Regions from separate parts of the Ovis aries genome. Here region 1 is linked to region 2. A link is a contact called in public Hi-C data. All regions are on one chromosome and are shown on one strand. The core of a region is the stretch at or near the end of the contact, and the rest is flanking DNA. Distances in the headings are between cores, read along the strand shown.

Region 1 (4,539 bases), core at 157-2,656, 220 kb after region 2:
CAAGGGACTCACAAGAGTCTTCTCCAATATTACGCACCCCATTTTATAGCTGGGATAACCACCAGTCTGCAAGTCCAAGTAACTTGCCCAAGGCCAGAGTAGTAGTGGTTGATGTGGCTGTGATTTGTTCCCAAATCTGCCCAATGACTCGTCTGGAGTCAGATTGAAGTCCTGGTCCTGGCACTGCTACCGACGAGCTGTGGACCCTGAGGAAGCTGCTGAACCTCTACAAGCCTCAATGTCCTCACCTTAAAAATGGGACAAGGGAACTCAGTGGAGATTATAAAAAGATAATGCCTACAAAGTGCTCAACACTGCTAAACGGGTTATGCCAGATCTGTCAAAAAGCAACTGCTCTGCTGTCCCCAGAACCCAACCAGAGCCTGGTCTCTCTTCCTGCACAGCTCCTCCATCATCAATTCCATCCCAACCCCAATGTCCAAGTCATTCTAGTGAGTCCACGTTGCGGCTGCATTAGCCCTTAACCATGGAGGTGGGTGGAGAAGCAAACGCAACCCACTCAGTCTTACCTGGGAAATCCCATGACAGAGGAGCCTGGCCGGCTACAGTCCAAGGGGTGGGAAAGAGTCAGACACGACTCAGCCACTGGGCATGCATGCATGCTTGCATGGGGGTGGAGGTGGGTGCTGGGAAGTATGGACCTCAGTTTATCCTAGATTGAGACGAAGATTTTTCGGAAGTCGCCCACCTCTGCCCTTGGAGAGGATGACTTGGGAGCAGTCTCTAAGACGTGAGCAGCAGGACCGGCCTTACCTGTTGTACATGTCGGCCATCATCTCTACCTCCAGCTCTGCGGCCAGCTGCTGGGCCCTGAGGGGGTCCATCTCAGCCCTGCGCCCTGGAAGAGATCTCCAGCGGGCCTCCTAGTTCCTGGGTTTGGGGGTGGGGGTAGACATCACGGTCAGCACCCAGCCCGCCCAGCCGCTTTCCCGTCCAGGGGCTGCAGGACGTGGAGGAATCGCAAGGGCATCCGACCAGGAGGGGCCGCTGACCTCGGCAAGCTCAAGCACTCAGTGTCAGACGTCGGAACCGAGGCCCCGCCCAAGGTCGCAGAGCCGGCGACGGCAGGCCTGCAGAGCGGGTCCCGACGCCCTGACGCCCAGCCCCTCAAGGTGGCGTCTCTCCGGGAGAAGAAGCTGGGGTCCGGGACGGGGCCCCGAACGGCCTGCACGAACGCGCGGGGCCCTGCGGACCCGATGCGACGCGGCCCTGCGGGGCCGGGCCCGAGGCCACAGCCCTGGAGCGGCGGCGCCGTCGTCGGGGTCGCCGCGCGATCCGAGTCTCTCCCCGAGGCCCGGGCCTCCCCCTCACGCCCCCAGGGCCCCCGGCCTCCGGCACACGCCACAAACTCACCGTGGGCGCTGCTGCGGCAGGGCGGAAGCACGTGGGGCGCGGCAGGCGGGAAGTCCCGCCTCCCTTCCGCTCAGGCCGCGCTTCCGGCGTGAAGGCCCCCGCCGCAGGCGGCGCCGGGAATTCCGCCACCATAGAGAGGGAGCGGCTGGCTCCTGCCGAAGGCGAGGGAGTCCTCCAGGTGCTAGAGAGGACTGCAGGGTACCATAGAGGCTGCGGCGGGGCGTAGAGCGCCCGCAGCAGGTAGCGTTAGGGTCCCTAGCGGGGATGGCCGAGCGGCTTGAGTTTATGGGTACTGTCAGAGCGGGCAGGGGTACCGAGCTCGGTGAACCTCACCCTCCGCGGAGGTCGGAGTGCAGGTCTGGTGCAGAGAAGGAAGGGCGTCCTCAAACGGCAGCCCTTAGATGCATGTAACCCCACCTGGGCCGCCTAAAATCACCCCAGTGTCCAGGGCCCACTTCGCACCAAATAAATCAGAATCCCTGGGGCCAGGACCCAGGCATCGGTATGTGGTGGGAGTGTGTAATTTCCTCGGTTCTGTCTCGTCACAGCAAGAATTTGAAGCGACGGAGGTTAAAACCCTTGGATAGCTCCGTGTTACAGCTCTGTTGTACTTAGAAAATAAAGGAAAGCCAACCCAAACGGCGCGGAAAGGGGGGAGAGAGCGCGCCCTGGCCCTTGGGCCCCTCTTTGTGTGTGTTTTTCCTCCCCTGGGCCTGCCCTGTGTAAATTGGGCTCGCCAGGGGTGCTGTTTGTTTTACCTGAGGTCCTCACTCTGGTCCTAGGACCTTCCTTCATTCTATTTTCTTGGGCTTTTCCGATCCTTGTCTTTTAGCCACCGCCATCCTGGGCTCCTTTTTCCTATTCTAACTACTTAACAGGTCCATTGTAGAATTCCCCTGCGATTCCCCTGTGCAGGCAGGTTTGAGAGCCAGAGTTCAAGAGGGCTTTCCGGTGAATACGGCTGTGAGGAGATCCCTGAATTGTCTCTGGGGTTGCAGAGACCAGCGAGGCGCCTTCTTATAGAAAGAGGAGTCCAGTATACAGTATGTTTTATTCAGCTTCTGTTAGACTCCCGCCCCCCCCCCCCAATCACAGACAACTACCCAATCTGATAACACGGACCACAGCCTTGTCTAAATGAAACTAAGCCATGCCCTGTGGGGCCACCCAAGATGGATAGGTCATGGTGGAGAGGTCTGACAGAATGTGGTCCACTGGAGAAGGGAATGGCAAACCACTTCAGTATTCTTGCCTTGAGAACCCCATGAACCGTATGAAAAGACAAAAAGATAGGACACTGAAAGATGAACTCTCAAGGTCAGTAGGTACCCAGTATGCTACTGGAGATCAGTGGAGAAATAACTCCAGAAAGAATGAAGAGATGGAGCCAAAGCAAAAGCAACACCCAATTGTGTATAGGACTGGTTATAGAAGTAAGGTTCGATGCTGTAAAGGGCAATATTGCATAAGAACCTGGAATGTTATGTCCATGAATCAAGGCAAATTGGAAGTGGTCAAACATGACAAGAGTGAACGTCAACATTTTAGGAATCAGTGAACTAAAATGGACTGGAATGGGTGAATTTAACTCAGATGACCATTATATCTACTACTGTGGGCAGGAATCCCTTAGAAGAAATGGAGTAGCCATCATAGTCAACAAAAGAGTCCAAAATGCAATACTTAGATGCAATCTCTAAAATGACAGAATGATCTCTGTTCGTTTCCAAGGCAAACAATTCAATATCACAGTAATCCAAGTCTATGCCTCGAAAAGTAACACTGAAGAAGCTGAAGTTAAACAGTTCTATGAAGACCTACAAGACCTTCTAGAGCTAACACCCACAAAAGATGTCCTTTTCATTATAGGGGACTGGAATGCAAAAGTAGGAAGTCAAGAATCAGCTGGAATAACAGGCAAATTTGTCCTTGGAGTACAGAATGAAGCAGGGCAAAGGCTAATAGACTTTTGCCAAGAGAATGCACTGGTTATAGCAAACACCCTCTTCCAACAACACAAGAGAAGACTCTACACATGGACATCACCAGACGGTTGATACCAAAATCAGATTGATTATATTCTTTGCAGCCAAAAATGGAGAAGCTGTATACAGTCAGCAAAAACAAGACCAGGAGCTGACTGTGGCTCAGATCATGAACTCCTTATTGCCAAATTCAGACTTAAATTGAAGAAAGTGGAGAAAACCACTAGACCATTCAGGTATGATGTAAATCAAATCCCCTATGACTTGGGAGTGGGAGTGACAAATAGATTTAACAGACTAGATCTAATAGAGTGCCTGATGAACTATGGACGGAGGCTCATGACTTTGTACAGGAGACAGGAATCAAGACCATCCCCAAGAAGAAGAAATGCAAAAAAGCAAAATGGCTGTCTGAGAAGGCCTTCCAAATAGCTGTGAAAAGAAGGAAAGCAAAAAGCAAAGAAGAAAAGGAAAGATATACCCATTTGAATGCAGAGTTCCAAACAATAGCAAGGAGAGATAAGAAAGCCTTCCTCAGCAATCAATGCAAAGAAACAGAGGAAAACAATAGAATGGGAAAGACTAGAGATCGCTTCAAGAAAATTAGAGATACCAAGGGAACATTTCATGCAAAGATGGGCTCGATAAAGGACAGAAATGGTATGGACCTAACAGAAGCAGAAGAGATTAAGAAGAGGTGGCAAGAATACACAGAAGAACTATACAAAAAAGATCTTCATGACCCAGATAACCACGATGGTGTGATCACTCACCTAGAGCCAGACATCCTGGAATTCGAAGTCAAGTGGGCCTTAGGAAGCATCCCTACGAACAAAGCTAGTGGAGATGATGAATTCCAGTTGAGCTATTTCAAATCCTAAAAGATGATGCTGTGAAAGTGCTGCACCAATATGCCAGCAAATTTGGAAAACTCAGCAGTGGCCACAGGACTGGAAAAGGTCAGTTTTCATTCCAATCCCAAAGAAAGGCAATGCCAAAGAATGCTCAAACTATCGCACAATTGCACTCATCTCATACGCTAGTAAAGTAATGCTTAAAATTTTCCAAGCCAGGCTTCAGCAATACGTGAACCGTGAACTTCCAGATGTTTAAGCTGGTTTTCGAAAAGGCAGAGGAACCAGAGATCAAATTGCCAACATCCGCTGGATCATGGAAGAAG
Region 2 (4,568 bases), core at 614-3,113:
AGGTTGGGCGCATTCACCTTTCGCGCGGCCAGTGTAGTTAATACATTCATCCCCCCTTTAAAGACGAGGAGTCTGAGGTCCAGGGAGGCTGAAAGACTAGCTGCTGCTGCTGGAGGCACCATTCCTGGCCCAGTCTTTTGTCTCCCAAACAAATTCATCTGCTTCCTCGTCTCCAAAAGAGGCTAGATTTTTTTTTTTTTTCCCAACGTCCTGCTGTTGCCGTTTGCTCTGGAGGGAATGAAATCATTCAGCCAAGCTTCAGCCTTCTTTTAATCTGCAAACTCAGACGTTCAGAGGCAGCTAGAGACTCGAGTTTCCATCCCTAATTACTTCTGCAGCTCGCTTCCAAATGCCAGCCCCCACCCCAAGGATCTTGAAGATCTTTGCTTGCAGAAGTCAGAGACTTAGAGGATTTATAGCTGTCGAAGGCACCTCGACTAACTCGGCCATTTAACGGATAAGGAAGTAGACCCTCCGAAGGGGCAGGTGATGAGGCCAAGGTCACAGGTGCCCGTTGGAGGAGCCTTGGAGGTCATTTGCCCCCAGTCCCTATGGCAGTCTCTGCGATGCAGCCCCAGACGGGGTCTGTCTGTCACTGATGGCTCCAGTCATTGGAAAGGTGACCTGGTATTGAGCCAACATGCGTCTCCCTTCCACTCCCACCCAAAGCACCTGGTGCCGTCCATCTAAATTAATCTTTCTTTGTGTGATCTCCTGAAGGTTCCCATCTGTCCCTACCTGAAATTGAGTGGAAAGATTTTATTTTTACTCCCAGGTCTCTTCTATGTGGTGTAAGGTTCCAAAGGCCATTTTAACTTAGTGTTTTCATGAGGCTTCTTTCCAAATACCTTGAGCATGTGCAGTGGGTGGGTTCGTCCACATCAGTCCCAGACAGAGTGCAGCATTTCTGAAAATAGGGACTGTCACAACTTCCCTGGAGGCCCAGAGGCCAAGACTCCCCACTGCCGATGCAGCAGACTGGCTGGGAAACCAAGGGCCCACAGACCGCGCAGCATGGCCAAAGGATTCTTTTTAAATTATTAATTTAAAAATTTTAAGAAATAAGAACTGGCGAGAGTCACCAATTCCAGGGTGCACAAGGTGACAGCCACCCCAGCAGACGGGCTTCTGCGTGTTGGGTGCCCCCACGGCTTAGCGGGGCAGGATTTTAACCAGAGAGCTGACTGCATCCCCCAGAGGGCCGGGCAGGCAGTGCTGTGGGGCCACTGAGTGTCCTTCTGCCGGTGAACGGGTGTGTACGTGCGTTTGGGGATGAATGTGTGTGAGTGAGCACGTGTATCAGTGGTGTGAGTCGGTGAGGCTGAGTGAGAGTACGTCAGGGAACACGTGTGAGTCTGTGTGAGTGGCTAGGCAGAGACAGTGCAAAGACGAACTGGAAATCCTCTATCAGTCAGGGTCTCAGCAGGAAATGGATGGCACATGCCAGCTGAGCAACTGGAGGAGAGCTGGGTAAAGGGACTGTCTTGAAGCGGAGAGGAGAGCCTCAAAGGACAGTGCAGCGTCCACAGAGGGGGCAGCAGCAGGACGCTGGTGACGGGCCAGGTCTGAAGGGATGAGGGCAGGAAGCCGTTCCCGGCCCCGGCCCCGGGACACAGAGCAGCAGGCAAGAGAAGCAAAGGCCGGGGCAGCCCAGGGTGAGGAGGGGCAAGGAGGAGGGGCGGGGTCAGGCAGGGAGGAGCAGGGTCCATTAGGGAGGAGCAGGGTCCATTAGGGAGGAGCAGGGTCCGTTAGGGAGGAGCAGGGTTGGGTAAGGAGGAGCAGGGTCAGGTAGGGAGGAGCCGGGTCAGGCAGGGAGGAGCAAGTCAGGCAGGAAGGAGCAGGTCAGTTAGGGAGGAGCAGGGTCGGGTAAGGAGGAGCAGGGTCAGGCAGGGAGGAGCGGGGTCAGGCAGGGAGGAGCGGGGTCAGGCAGGGAGGAGCAGGGTCCGGCAGGGAGCAGCGGGGTCAGTAGAGACACCCAGCACAACCCTGACAGCTTTCCACTGTGAAGTCCCAGCTCTGCCCTACCTCCTGGAGGCCTCTGAGCCTTCCACGCCCCTTTGAAAACCTTGATTGCCCCAGAAAAATGCACGTATTGACACGTGTGAGCAATTTGGCAGGCGATTTCTTTCTGTACAGGATCCTCGATTTCTACGAATAAGGTGAAGTCCACTCTCGGAACAGCAAATCCAAGCCAGAGGACTGGCAGGGCAGCACCCTCCCCTCCCCCGGTTCTGTTCCTTTTATGGAAAGTTAACCTCTTGGGCTGTTTGGCCATCTTTTTTTTTTTTTTTTTTTTTTCTCTCTCTGCATTTATATTCATACAGCATAGAATTCCAGGGCTTTGAAGACCTTGAAAAGCTTATCCCTGGACCTCAGATTGGGAGCCCCTAGAGTTAAGTAGGAAGAGCCCTCTCAGACTGCTCTTTGATAGGATTTACAGCTCATCCTCTGCCTCTCACCCCCAAGGAAGGCTCAGGAAGATTCTTGAGACTTGCCCAAGGTTACACAGCCCAGTGAAGAGGACGTGAGTCCTCAAATCCAGGGACCTGATCTGTGGCCACTCAGCAGCTGTCAGGGATATAGCCCCCCACCCCCACCCTGCTTGCTGGAACGACAGAATCAGAACCGTGCGTTTTGCACAATCGAATTTCTCGTTCCTCCCCTGAGAGCTCCCAAGACAGCTCTGCTATACTGAAAGGCAACGCAGTCTTGGATTTCCTCTCTCAGAGTCTGGGACAGAAAACACTTGTTCAGCTGCGAGATGTTCCCCGTGCCGTAGGTGTTTCTAGCGATCGTTTGGTGTTGGAAACGTCCCCACCGCAGCTTTCATGAAACTCTGAAATCTGGCGTGTGTTCCACTTCCATGTTGCAACGTGCAACTCGGCGAGCTCTCGGGCCAATTGACAGAGACAGAATCGAACGGCACCCTTGGCTTTGATCGCACTTTCTGCAATCTGGATTTTTTCTCCTTCCAAAAGCCGTAGAAAGTGTGATAAAATCAGTCATTTCCATCATTTCTGCAGAAACACGTGCAGGTCCCCTCGGCTCAGGGGTATGGGTTGGAATTCTCTCTCCTCCGATTTCGTCTCTGCTTCCTTTAGCTTATGGTGAGAGGCGAGGCAATTAGAGCGATCGAGTTCATTCCGCCCTTTCCCACTCTCGTGTCTACCCACCCGCACAACAGCCAGCAGGATGGGTAGAGGCTACTGCCTGACACTCCTGGGCACTTACTCATGAGCCTGGGACTTGGCAAGTGCCCTTTGTGGATTACCCCATCGACTCTGAAGAGGGAGGATTTTATAACTGGAAATCTGAGGCTCAGAGGTTGCGTCTGTCTGCCCCCAGACTACGCAGCAAACAGTACTGGAGCTGGAATCCGAGCTCTGGCAGGCTGACCCCCGAGCTCGTGTTCGCAGCCCCAAGCATGCTGGCAGGACTGGTATGGTCACCCCCATTTTACAGATGAGGAAACTGAGGCAAAAAAAAAAATCACTCCCAGGATCAGACAGCTAGTAACTTGGCTCTCTGGTATATCTTCCAGCTCTGTGTCCATTGACCTTTCCCTGCCTTGTTGAAGATAAATTAATAGTAATATTTTTTTTAAAAAAAAAGATCCAACACACCGTATTTTAAATGTCTGCCTTTGCAGTCGATTAGGTTCCTAGAACGTGAGTCAATCAATGTAACCTGGGACTCTTCTCACAGGGGAGGAATCCCTGCCTGCTGGAAGGATGTTGCCTCAGCCCCATGCAGGGAGTCTGCCAGGAGATATTTTCCCGTCAGTATAAAAAAATCAACTGTAAAAGTATATTTCAGCTGGCAAAATTACTTCCCACCAGGCAGAAGCTTTGCTGAGAATGCCGCCTCCCTCACTCAGATACCCGAATTCCAGGCCCAGGTTTTCCCTCGCAGGTTCAGCTGGATCCACACGTTGGTTGCTGTTTTTCCTGCTGTTGTAACAGTTACGAGTCCCTGCTTTGGGAAGGAGTTTCCACCACTCCTTGGGAGATGGATCATTTCTAAACAGATGTCTGAGAGCTTCCAAGGGATTTGTACGTGGTGATTAAAAAACCCTTCTCCATTCAGTTTAGTGACTACAAATATCAGCTCCGTGTGGGAAAGCGCCACTCAGGGTTGAAGTGGAGGAAAGTGAATGAAAGTCGCTCAGTCATGTCCGACTCTGCATGGACTATATTCTGTACAGTCCATGGAATTCTCCAGGCCAGAACACTGGAGTGAGGAGCCTTTCCCTTCTCCAGGGGATCTTCCCAACACAGGCATCGAACCCAGGTCTCCCGCATTGTGGGTGGAGTCTTTACCCGCTGAGCCACAAGGGAAGCCACTCAGGCCTGGAGCTGCCCCACGGTGAGCTGGGCAGCTCCCACCCGTGGGACCTCCCCTCACTGGAGATGTCCAGGCTGACGTGGGGAGGGCTTTGCGGCCTTCTTTTCACCTCCAGTTACAGCATGTGCTGGGTTGTGGCTGACCTGGAGAGAGCAGGACCAGTTCCTGCTGCTGCTGCTGCTAAGTCGCTTCAGTCGTGTCCGACTCTGTGCGACCCCATAGAA

What was found. Hi-C and Micro-C count contacts between places; a contact is called where the count stands out from the background.
Region 1: a contact with region 2 is called in a Hi-C map of blood, with 3 times the contacts expected there. The contact joins the promoter of TIMM10 here to the enhancer-like site in region 2. A contact is called at or near these places in 12 of 16 Hi-C or Micro-C datasets (blood, hypothalamus, liver and 5 more).

The regions. Positions count from the first base shown.
Region 1 is chr15:79,603,062-79,607,600 of ARS-UI_Ramb_v3.0, forward strand. It overlaps TIMM10 (translocase of inner mitochondrial membrane 10), which reads right to left and starts at 1,407. Exons shown (of 3, transcript XM_012096450.4): 1 at 1,014-1,407; 2 at 775-891. The coding sequence starts at 845.
Region 2 is chr15:79,386,273-79,390,840 of ARS-UI_Ramb_v3.0, forward strand. The region is part of intron 8 of P2RX3 (purinergic receptor P2X 3); the gene reads left to right. Among named protein-coding and RNA genes, the nearest start is that of P2RX3, 19 kb to the left of the region's middle. Within about 2 kb of position 1,864, at least 3 of the 54 cell types and tissues checked have an H3K27ac peak or open chromatin away from gene starts, as enhancers often do.